3 separate regions of the Mus musculus genome follow, and regions 1 and 3 are each linked to region 2. A link is a contact called in public promoter capture Hi-C data. All regions are on one chromosome and are shown on one strand. The core of a region is the stretch at or near the end of the contact, and the rest is flanking DNA. Distances in the headings are between cores, read along the strand shown.

Region 1 (2,700 bases), core at 175-2,674, 350 kb after region 2:
CACAGAGAAACCCTGTCTCAAAAAACCAAATAAATAGATAGATAGATAGATAGATAGATAGATAGATACATAGATACATAGATACATAGATACATAGATACATAGATACATAGATACATAGATAGATAGATATCTTTAGAAAAATGTAGCAATTTCAAACTACACAAATGACTTCGTAGCTCAGCTTTACTCAGATGTGCTGAGTGCCAAGGTTTTATGTAAAACATCTGTAGGAAATCTCATTTGCCATTTTCTTGCCTTCCTACATCTCTCTATAATGATTTTTTTTTCCTTCCTGGACACAAAACTTTAATAATAATAATAATAATAATAATAATAATAATAATAATAATAATAATAAAAGATGCAAGCAAAGGGAACCTGAGTGACCCGGTCAGGAAGCAGTCTTCTAGTTAAAGGGTTAGTGATCATGTTACAGGTCACTGTCCACTGCTTATCTACTTAAGTGTTGCTGTCCTTATCCCTTGCATTTACTCTCAGTGTCCAGAAACACTGAATCTCTTCCTTGTTTGGTTCTGGGATTGAGCACATGCTAGGCAAGTTCTCTGCCACTGAGCTACATTCCCAGACTCCCTGAGTCTCTTACAGTTCTATGAACATAGCAAATCCCTTCCCAAAGTTTTACACACACACACACACACACACACACACACACACACACACACACACACACACACACACACACACTTTAAAAATAAACATTCAGCCGGGCGTGGTGGCGCACGCCTTTGATCCCAGCACTCGGGAGGCAGAGGCAGGTGGATTTCTGAGTTCGAGGCCAGCCTGGTCTACAGCAGGACAGCCAAGGCTACACAGAGAAACCCTGTCTCGAAAAACCAAATAAAAATAAAAATTCAGGGGCTGGAGAGATGACTCAGCAGTTAAGAGCACTGACTGCTCTTCTGAAGGTCACAAGCTCAAATCCCAGCAACCACACGGTGGCTCACAACCATCTGTCATGGGATTTGACGCCCTCTTCTGGTGCATCTGAAGACAGCAACAGTGTACTTAGATAAAATAATAAAATAAATCTTTAAAAAAAAATTCAGGGTCTCTCTCTGTTGCCCACTCTATCCTTGGAACTCCTAGGCTCAAACAGTCCTCCTACCTCAGCCTCTTATGAGGCTGGGACTACAGGTATAAGGTATACACTACCATGCCCTGCTCAAACTGTATCTTTGGTTTTTGGTTTGGTTTGGTTTTTGGTTTTTCAAAACAGGGTTTCTCTGTGTCACAGCCCCATCCCACTGTCCTGGAACTCACTCTGTAGAGTAGGCTGGCTTTGAACTCAAAGAGATCTATCTACCCACTTTTGCTTCCCAAATGCCGGAATTAAAGGCATGCACTACCATGTTGGGCTGAGACAGGGTTTCTCTGTAGCCCTTACTGGCTTGGAACAAGCTCTGTAGACCAGGCTGGCCTCGAACTTAAGATCCACCTGACTCTGCCTCCAGAGTACTCTCCAAGACTAAAGATGTACACCACAGAAATAAGTTTCACTTTGTAATACAGGCTGGCCTCAAACTCACTATCCTGCTGCCTTGGCCTCCTGCAGCACACAGCAGCACCATATCAGACTCTCCCCTTGTGCTCATCAGCTGAGGAATCTGATACTATCAGGGGGAGGAAGCAAAGTTGACGTCATAGCTTGAGGCCAGTCTAACTTTTTCCTGAGTGAATGTTTGCCCTGAAGGCCCCTTTGTCTCCTCTGAAAATGTCTTACTCTTCCTCTAAACTTCCTTATGTCTTCTGCTTCCTTCTCCAAATGAGGAGAATGTACAAACCTCTACATCTCCTTGGGTTATTGAGTTGTACGTCTTTCTGCTGGTCTATTGGTAGTTTATTGGTTGCTAGTCTATCTGTAGTCCTTAATTGTATCTGAGAGGAGGGAAAAGGTTCTTTGACACCTACAGATTGTGCTAGTGATTGCCTGGAGTTGGAAGGCAGTTGTGGGAGTTGGTAGTAAAGAGGCATGACTGCTGTTGACTAAAGAGTGTCTTGTTGCTGCGGGACACGAGCTGGAGTACCAGCAGTTGGAAAGCTGAAACAGGACAATTACATATTTTTATAGTTTTTATTCGCCTGATGTAATTGTCATATAATGCATTACTTTGTTTGTCACTCAATTAGACATCACTTTCAAACACAGGTGCTTCTTTCTACTAACTAACCTTACCTTCATTGTTTGGGATTAAGGGTATATTCTAAGGGCATGCTTATATTCCAGCCAAACGGATTAAAGGTATGTGTTAAGGGCTGAGCCACACCACAACTAGAAACAGTTTTTTTTTTTCACTAAATAATGTAATCCTGGGGTTAACAGTATGATCAAATATCCTTCAACAGGAGAATTATAATCTTGAGGCAACCCTGGACTATATAGTGAGACCTTCCCCCAACTCAGAATCTCAAGAGTTGGAACATAGCTCCTAGCGTATGCAAGGCCCTGAAGTTGATCCTCAACGTGGTATTTCTTTTTGGGTGAAGAAAATACTCTACACTTTCTAAAATTGGTTGTAATGGCAATCCAACAACTCTATGAGTATACTAAAAACCATTCTGTTGGACTGGGCATGATGGGGTGCACACATGTAATCCTAGCATTGTGAGTTCCAAGCCAGCCTGGTCTACATAGTAAGTTCCAGGCTAGCCAGGGCTATACAGAGAGATCCTGTCTCC
Region 2 (2,700 bases), core at 100-2,599:
AAAGGAAGTTTAAAATGATGTTTTAATTAGTTATATGTTATCAGTAAAAATTCAATAGTTAATTCGTCTGGTAACACTGTTATCAGCAAACCCAATCTGAACAAGGAAATTTTTTTTCCCTGTATTTTGGGCAGAGGTTTTTCTCATTTTATGCCTCCACCTACATCAGTGGTAAAAACTTCTATTGGTAGCTCTTATGAGAAAAATAGTTAACATTTTCTGAGTGCTTCTTATGCGACATTAAATTGTCACAGCTAATCTTAGTGTGGCACAGAGGTTAAGTAACAGGTAGAATCAAATTCAGGCATTCCTGTAATGGGGCATGCAATTCTGTAAAATGAATAAACTGAGAACAGTCATGCTTTTTGGGTCGTTGTCCACTTAACAAATGATTGTTTTCGCCTCCAACTGACTAGATAACTTCTAGTTTTCTACGGATTTAAATTTAATTAGGCGACATATAGAAAACCTCTCACCATATTCACTGGTTCACTCATACCGCTAAGCCAACACATTTTGCAATCCAGTTCTGCCTGACTCTAAATTGCTGTCTCAGAGTAGTGTGTCCCTGTACCCCACCCTACCCCCGGAGGTTTTCAGACGAATGCCTTAAAAAAGTGACTTTGGGATCTTAAGAGTAATAGCCCCCATCTATTCTCCACTCAGGAAAATAACTAGAGTAATAATCGAGACCATTGAGACCGAGACAAGCCTTTGAGTGACATCAAGATTAAAAAAATAATTAATAATTAATAATAATAATAATAATAAAAGAAGCCCGAAAGCAGGGGAGAAGGTGCAGAGGACACTTTTCTAAACGTCAGACTCGGAAAGGAGGGGAGAGGCCCCTCTCGGGCGGGCGCTCCGGCCCAGGACTCGGATGCTCCGTGGCGGTGGTGCGTTCTCGGGCTCCGCACCCTCTGCGGGACAGACACCTCGCCTCCCCCTGCGGCAGCCTGCCTTCTCCCGGCCGCGGGGCCCCTCCCGGGCCCACGGCGAAGGAGCCGCCGTGGAGGCGGACGAGGGCGCAGGGACAGCGCACAGCGGCGTCCGGCGACGGCCGGGGGCGGGGGCCGGCGGTTGCTCCCAGCCCGGGAGGGTCAGGAGGTGACGGGAGGAGGCGGCAGGGGGACGAAGGGAGGTTGGGAGGGAGCGTCCGGTCGCTGGGCACAGACAGCTCTGCCAGGCCTCCGGCTCCCCCAACCCTGCCGCCGCAGCGAGCCCCACAACGCGAGAGGGGAGTCCGCCGTAAGCAGAAGGGAGAAAATTCAAAACGAGACTACTCAACCTCGTCTTGGCTCCGAGGCCGCGCCGTGGAGACCAGCACAATGCGCAGGCGCACCCCTCCTGGAGGCGCAGCGCAGGTCCATCAGATTAGACCCTTCTCAGCCACCGTCGCCCAGTTCCCTTCCGACTCGTTCTCCTTTCCCGAGTTTCCGCTCTGAAGCCAGAGGTAAGAACACATGGTCTCGGCCGAATTTGGCTGTTGGAACAGTGCACACAAGACGAACAGATGGGACCTTTGTCACTCAGAATAAAGAAGCAGGAAGTGTAATATCTGCCCGGAGAAAGGAGTATTAAAAGCAGATATGAGACCCTAAATGCGGTGTGGCAAAATAAATAAAGCCTACAACTCCCAGTGTTCAGAGGGTCTGAAACGCGCTCCCTTCTGGGGTTTGTAGTATCTGAGCGCTGAGTCTAAAGGGTCTGGGTCTAAAGACACGCTTAAAATTTGGCTCAAGCTAGTTATTTTCTTTATTTTCCTAATAGATTACGAATCTAGATAGATAAGAAACAAAAGTCTTAAGGGGACTGGATGCTTTTAGGACTACGCTTGACTAATCGATGTTTCCTAAATCTCGGAATAGGTACTTGATGTGTGCGGGCTGGGCGCTGGTGGAAATCGAACCTCGTGGTATGTTCTGTAGGAACCTGAGGGAGCTAACTGAAGCCTAGCTCCTGCTGCGCTTGCGGCGCAGTCTACCTTAGAGCTGCTTGATTATCAACGCACACATTTTCGTGGAGAAGTCTCGTGTGTATATTCAGCCATGGCACAACTCCAGGCACGTTTCTACAGCGAGAACAAGAAGTAAGTAAGGGTTCCAGCTTCTGTCCCTGTCTTCCAGGAGCCGATCTCGTTTGAAGACTCCTTCGATTTGATCCTTGCTGTTTTGACTGGGGATATACATTAAAGAAGAAACGGACAAGGTTTTAGTAAATCAAAGTTGAAAGAACTTTAATAATTATAATGGCTACAATTAAAAGAATTTATTGCAAATAAGATAAGCTGACTGATAGAAAAAAATAAAAAAGACTTCATTCGCCTTCCCCTTCACGTGCCCCGCACTTCTGCCCTGTCTCATTTGGAAGCGGTGTTCACGTCTTCTTAAATCTCCGTTTTCTACCCACTTTCATGAGCTTTTCATAATTTGACGTGTGTGGAGGACCAGGGCTTCACGTTTGCTTTCTGCATGCTGCACACATCATGTCAGTAATTTGAGAGTTGAACAGGCTTGTCCGTTAACGGTGTCTCGTGGTTTCTGAAAGCACAACTTCATCCCCCCCCCCCCCCCAAACAGACTAGAAACTGGCTATGGAGTTTGTAGAGCTGTTTTTTTAATTAGAATGAAGCCAATTCAGTGTCCGATTTGATTAGGTGTATTTTGTGTGAGTGTGTCCAACTTAGGTTTCTCTTGTTGT
Region 3 (2,700 bases), core at 145-2,644, 290 kb after region 2:
AGGCATGCATCCACAAAACTATCAACTCAGGAAAGTCAAAGAACAGAGTTTACTCAATCAATGAGGAAGACTTGAAACAAGGAGGGAAAAAAAAGGAGGATTTCAACAAAGACAAAAACAATCTTGGGTTTATCCACAGGACATGTTGTTTGGTCTAACATTTTGAGAAGAGCCTAAACTTTTTTTGTCTCCAAAGTCTGGCATCCATAAATCTAAAAATCTAGAAGTTATACAGAATTATAGAGAAACATTTTTCAAATTAATTCTAGAAAACTTTTTTAGAATTCAGAAATAGCCAATTTATATTCTGAGATTTAGGAGGCAAAAACATTACAGTAATAACTAACAGTTTACTGGTGGGCAGATGAAAACTGGGGAACAAAATGCACAAGAGCTCTGGTTTAGAGAATGCAAATAAAATGAAGCTGTCTTAGTAAGACAAAATATAGACATGAAAAATGACTACTATCCTGAACATCTGCTGTATTCACTATGAATAATTTCAAGTGAATTTCCCTGAAAGACAGCAACCCTTTGAAGCCCAGGCTAGCCTGGAACATGCTGTATAGCCCAGGCTGATTGATCTTGGCATCACATTCCTGCTCTAACCCTGAAGGCAGGGAGTGCAGGCACAAGACACAACACCCGGGTTATCCTTCTTTTTTTTTTTTTTAATCTTCACTGCCATTCTATGTCTAAACAATCCAAAAGTCTCACAACACTTATCCTCTAGTAGTTGTAATATATTTATCTGTACTGGAGAAGTCTAAGCATCTTATCTCTGCCCTGGAACATAGTTCAGGGACTAATTCTGGGTATGCTTATGTGCTTGGCTTCTGTTTATCTAAGTGTCAAAATGAACTATCTAAAATAAACAGCACAGAAACCTTGCAGGCATGGGGCAAATAACTGAATAACTGAAGCAAGGATATCCTTTTCCCAGAACACATGCCTAAGGACAGAGTAGCACTCCAGTTATAAGGAAAGAGAGTATATTTTCCCTATCTCGTGTGTGTGTGTGTGTGTGTGTGTGTGTGTGTGTGTGTTGTCCACTTTATTTTTTGGAAAAGAGTCTCAGAACCTAGAGCTCACCAAATAGATGAGGCTAGCTAGCCAGAATCCAGGGAGCCACCTGTCTGTGCCTCTTCAGCGCAAGCTTTACGCTGCTCTTTCTTTATTAATATGAGTATTTCGGATCCAAACTCAACTTCTCACACTGACATGGCAACCATTTTGCAAACTGAGTCATCATCTGAACACCACAAATATTTTCCTTAAAAGATTTATTTTTACTTTTTATGCATATGCACATTTTTTCCCTATATGCCTGGTGCCCTTGGAGGCCAGAAGAGAGCCTCGGATCCCTTGGAACTGGAGTTACACGTGGATGTGAGCCATCATGTAACTGCCAGGAACTGAGCCTGAGGCCTCTGCAAGAGTGCAAGTGCTCTTAACCCCCTGAGCCATGGTCCTGCACTTTGTAATGAAGTTTCTATGTAATCACACCTTAAGCTTTATTGTGCACCTGGAATTAAAATGATTGTTGCCTGGAAACCTGGAATGGGAATGATTACTGCTTGGAAACTTTTTCCCAAATTGTACTGTGTTTTAAATATTCTGACAATGAACCACCTGGCATCAGACTTTCAGAAATCTGACCCAGGTTGATCAAGTCAATCCGAACCTTCCATTCTTGTCTCTTTGCAGGTTCACTTCTCTTCCTGGACACCTGCAGGGTCACACTCAGTGGGAGCACTCCAAAACACCCCAAACACAAATCACATATGCTAGCCAATGGCCAACTAGGAATGCAGGGCTTTCTAAGAACAGCAGCCTCAGGCCTGTTATTAACTTTCTCTGTACAAATTCCTAAAACAAGTAAAAGGTAACTAACACACATGCACAAATCACAACTCAGTTTGACTAAAAGTCAGTTCATTTCAGCTCTCTCAAATAGAAAAAACAAACAAACAAAAAAACCCAAAACATTGTTCTTTCTAATCCAGAGCAACAACTAAACAAACAGGCAGATAAGACCATTCCATGCCGTTAACAGGCTTTCTATCCTAGGACTGGCAGTAACAGCCATTAAAGAGTCAAATGTTTATTAAGTGCCTGTTATGTGGCATCAGTATTCTACACCTGGAGTGTGGTATGAGTAAGATAGTGTTATTCCCTCAAAGTGCTTGTATCCTAGTGATATAAATAGGAAGGCTTTGGATGGCTCACTGTTTTTGCCCACACTACAATGAATGATCATTCTGTGTTGAAAGGTGTATACATTAGGTGTCTTCCATTACTAACACAGAATCCATCTCAACAAAGCTGGAATTTACCATTTCACCTAGGCTGGCTAGCTGGCAAGCTTTGGGGATGCACCTGTCTCTGCGTTCCCCTAGTGTTAGGGTTACAGCATCTTTTACATGATCACTGGTGATTTGAACTCAGGTCCTCATGCCCACACAGGAACTTTACCCAAAGGACCCATCCATTTCCTTAGCCCATGAATGGCCATTCTTATAAGCTACTCCTGAAAGAGAAGTAAATTTTAGAATATAATAGAAATATTCCCTACCTACATAATAACTTATCTTGGGGAATACAAAACAAAACATTTTAAATATCTTCAAATACTGCTTTGAATTTCAAAAAATAAATTTGTTGGGACTAAGTCCCGTTTGGTTCAGAACAGAAAAGGGA

What was found. Promoter capture Hi-C pulls out the DNA fragments that hold promoters and counts their contacts.
Region 1: a contact with region 2 is called in a promoter capture Hi-C map of embryonic stem cells, with 2.2 times the contacts expected there. The contact joins the enhancer-like site here to the promoter of Carf in region 2. A contact is called at or near these places in 7 of 39 promoter capture datasets (embryonic stem cells, hematopoietic stem and progenitor cells, hippocampal neurons and 3 more), 1 of 484 Hi-C or Micro-C datasets (uterus), 3 of 115 datasets of contacts at active chromatin or transcription factors (craniofacial prominence, large pre-B cells and pro-B cells) and 2 of 9 other capture datasets (adipose tissue and pancreatic islet).
Region 3: a contact with region 2 is called in a promoter capture Hi-C map of stem cell-derived epiblast-like cells, with 2.6 times the contacts expected there. The contact joins the enhancer-like site here to the promoter of Carf in region 2. A contact is called at or near these places in 4 of 39 promoter capture datasets (embryonic stem cells, hematopoietic stem and progenitor cells and stem cell-derived epiblast-like cells) and 2 of 115 datasets of contacts at active chromatin or transcription factors (embryonic stem cells and stem cell-derived neural progenitor cells).

Annotation. Positions count from the first base shown.
Region 1 is chr1:59,748,170-59,750,869 of GRCm38.p6, reverse strand. No RefSeq gene overlaps it. Among named protein-coding and RNA genes, the nearest start is that of Bmpr2, 15 kb to the left of the region's middle. Within about 2 kb of position 1,424, at least 12 of the 459 cell types and tissues checked have an H3K27ac peak or open chromatin away from gene starts, as enhancers often do. A contact at or near this core is called in embryonic stem cells and stem cell-derived epiblast-like cells, where this site is marked.
Region 2 is chr1:60,096,896-60,099,595 of GRCm38.p6, reverse strand. Carf (calcium response factor) reads right to left here and starts at 1,349. Exons shown (of 16, transcript NM_139150.5): 1 at 1,289-1,349. Wdr12 (WD repeat domain 12) reads left to right here and starts at 1,689. Exons shown (of 13, transcript NM_021312.5): 1 at 1,689-2,089. The coding sequence starts at 2,049.
Region 3 is chr1:59,802,680-59,805,379 of GRCm38.p6, reverse strand. The region is part of intron 1 of Bmpr2 (bone morphogenetic protein receptor, type II (serine/threonine kinase)); the gene reads right to left. Among named protein-coding and RNA genes, the nearest start is that of Bmpr2, 40 kb to the right of the region's middle. Within about 2 kb of position 1,394, at least 11 of the 459 cell types and tissues checked have an H3K27ac peak or open chromatin away from gene starts, as enhancers often do. A contact at or near this core is called in stem cell-derived epiblast-like cells, where this site is marked.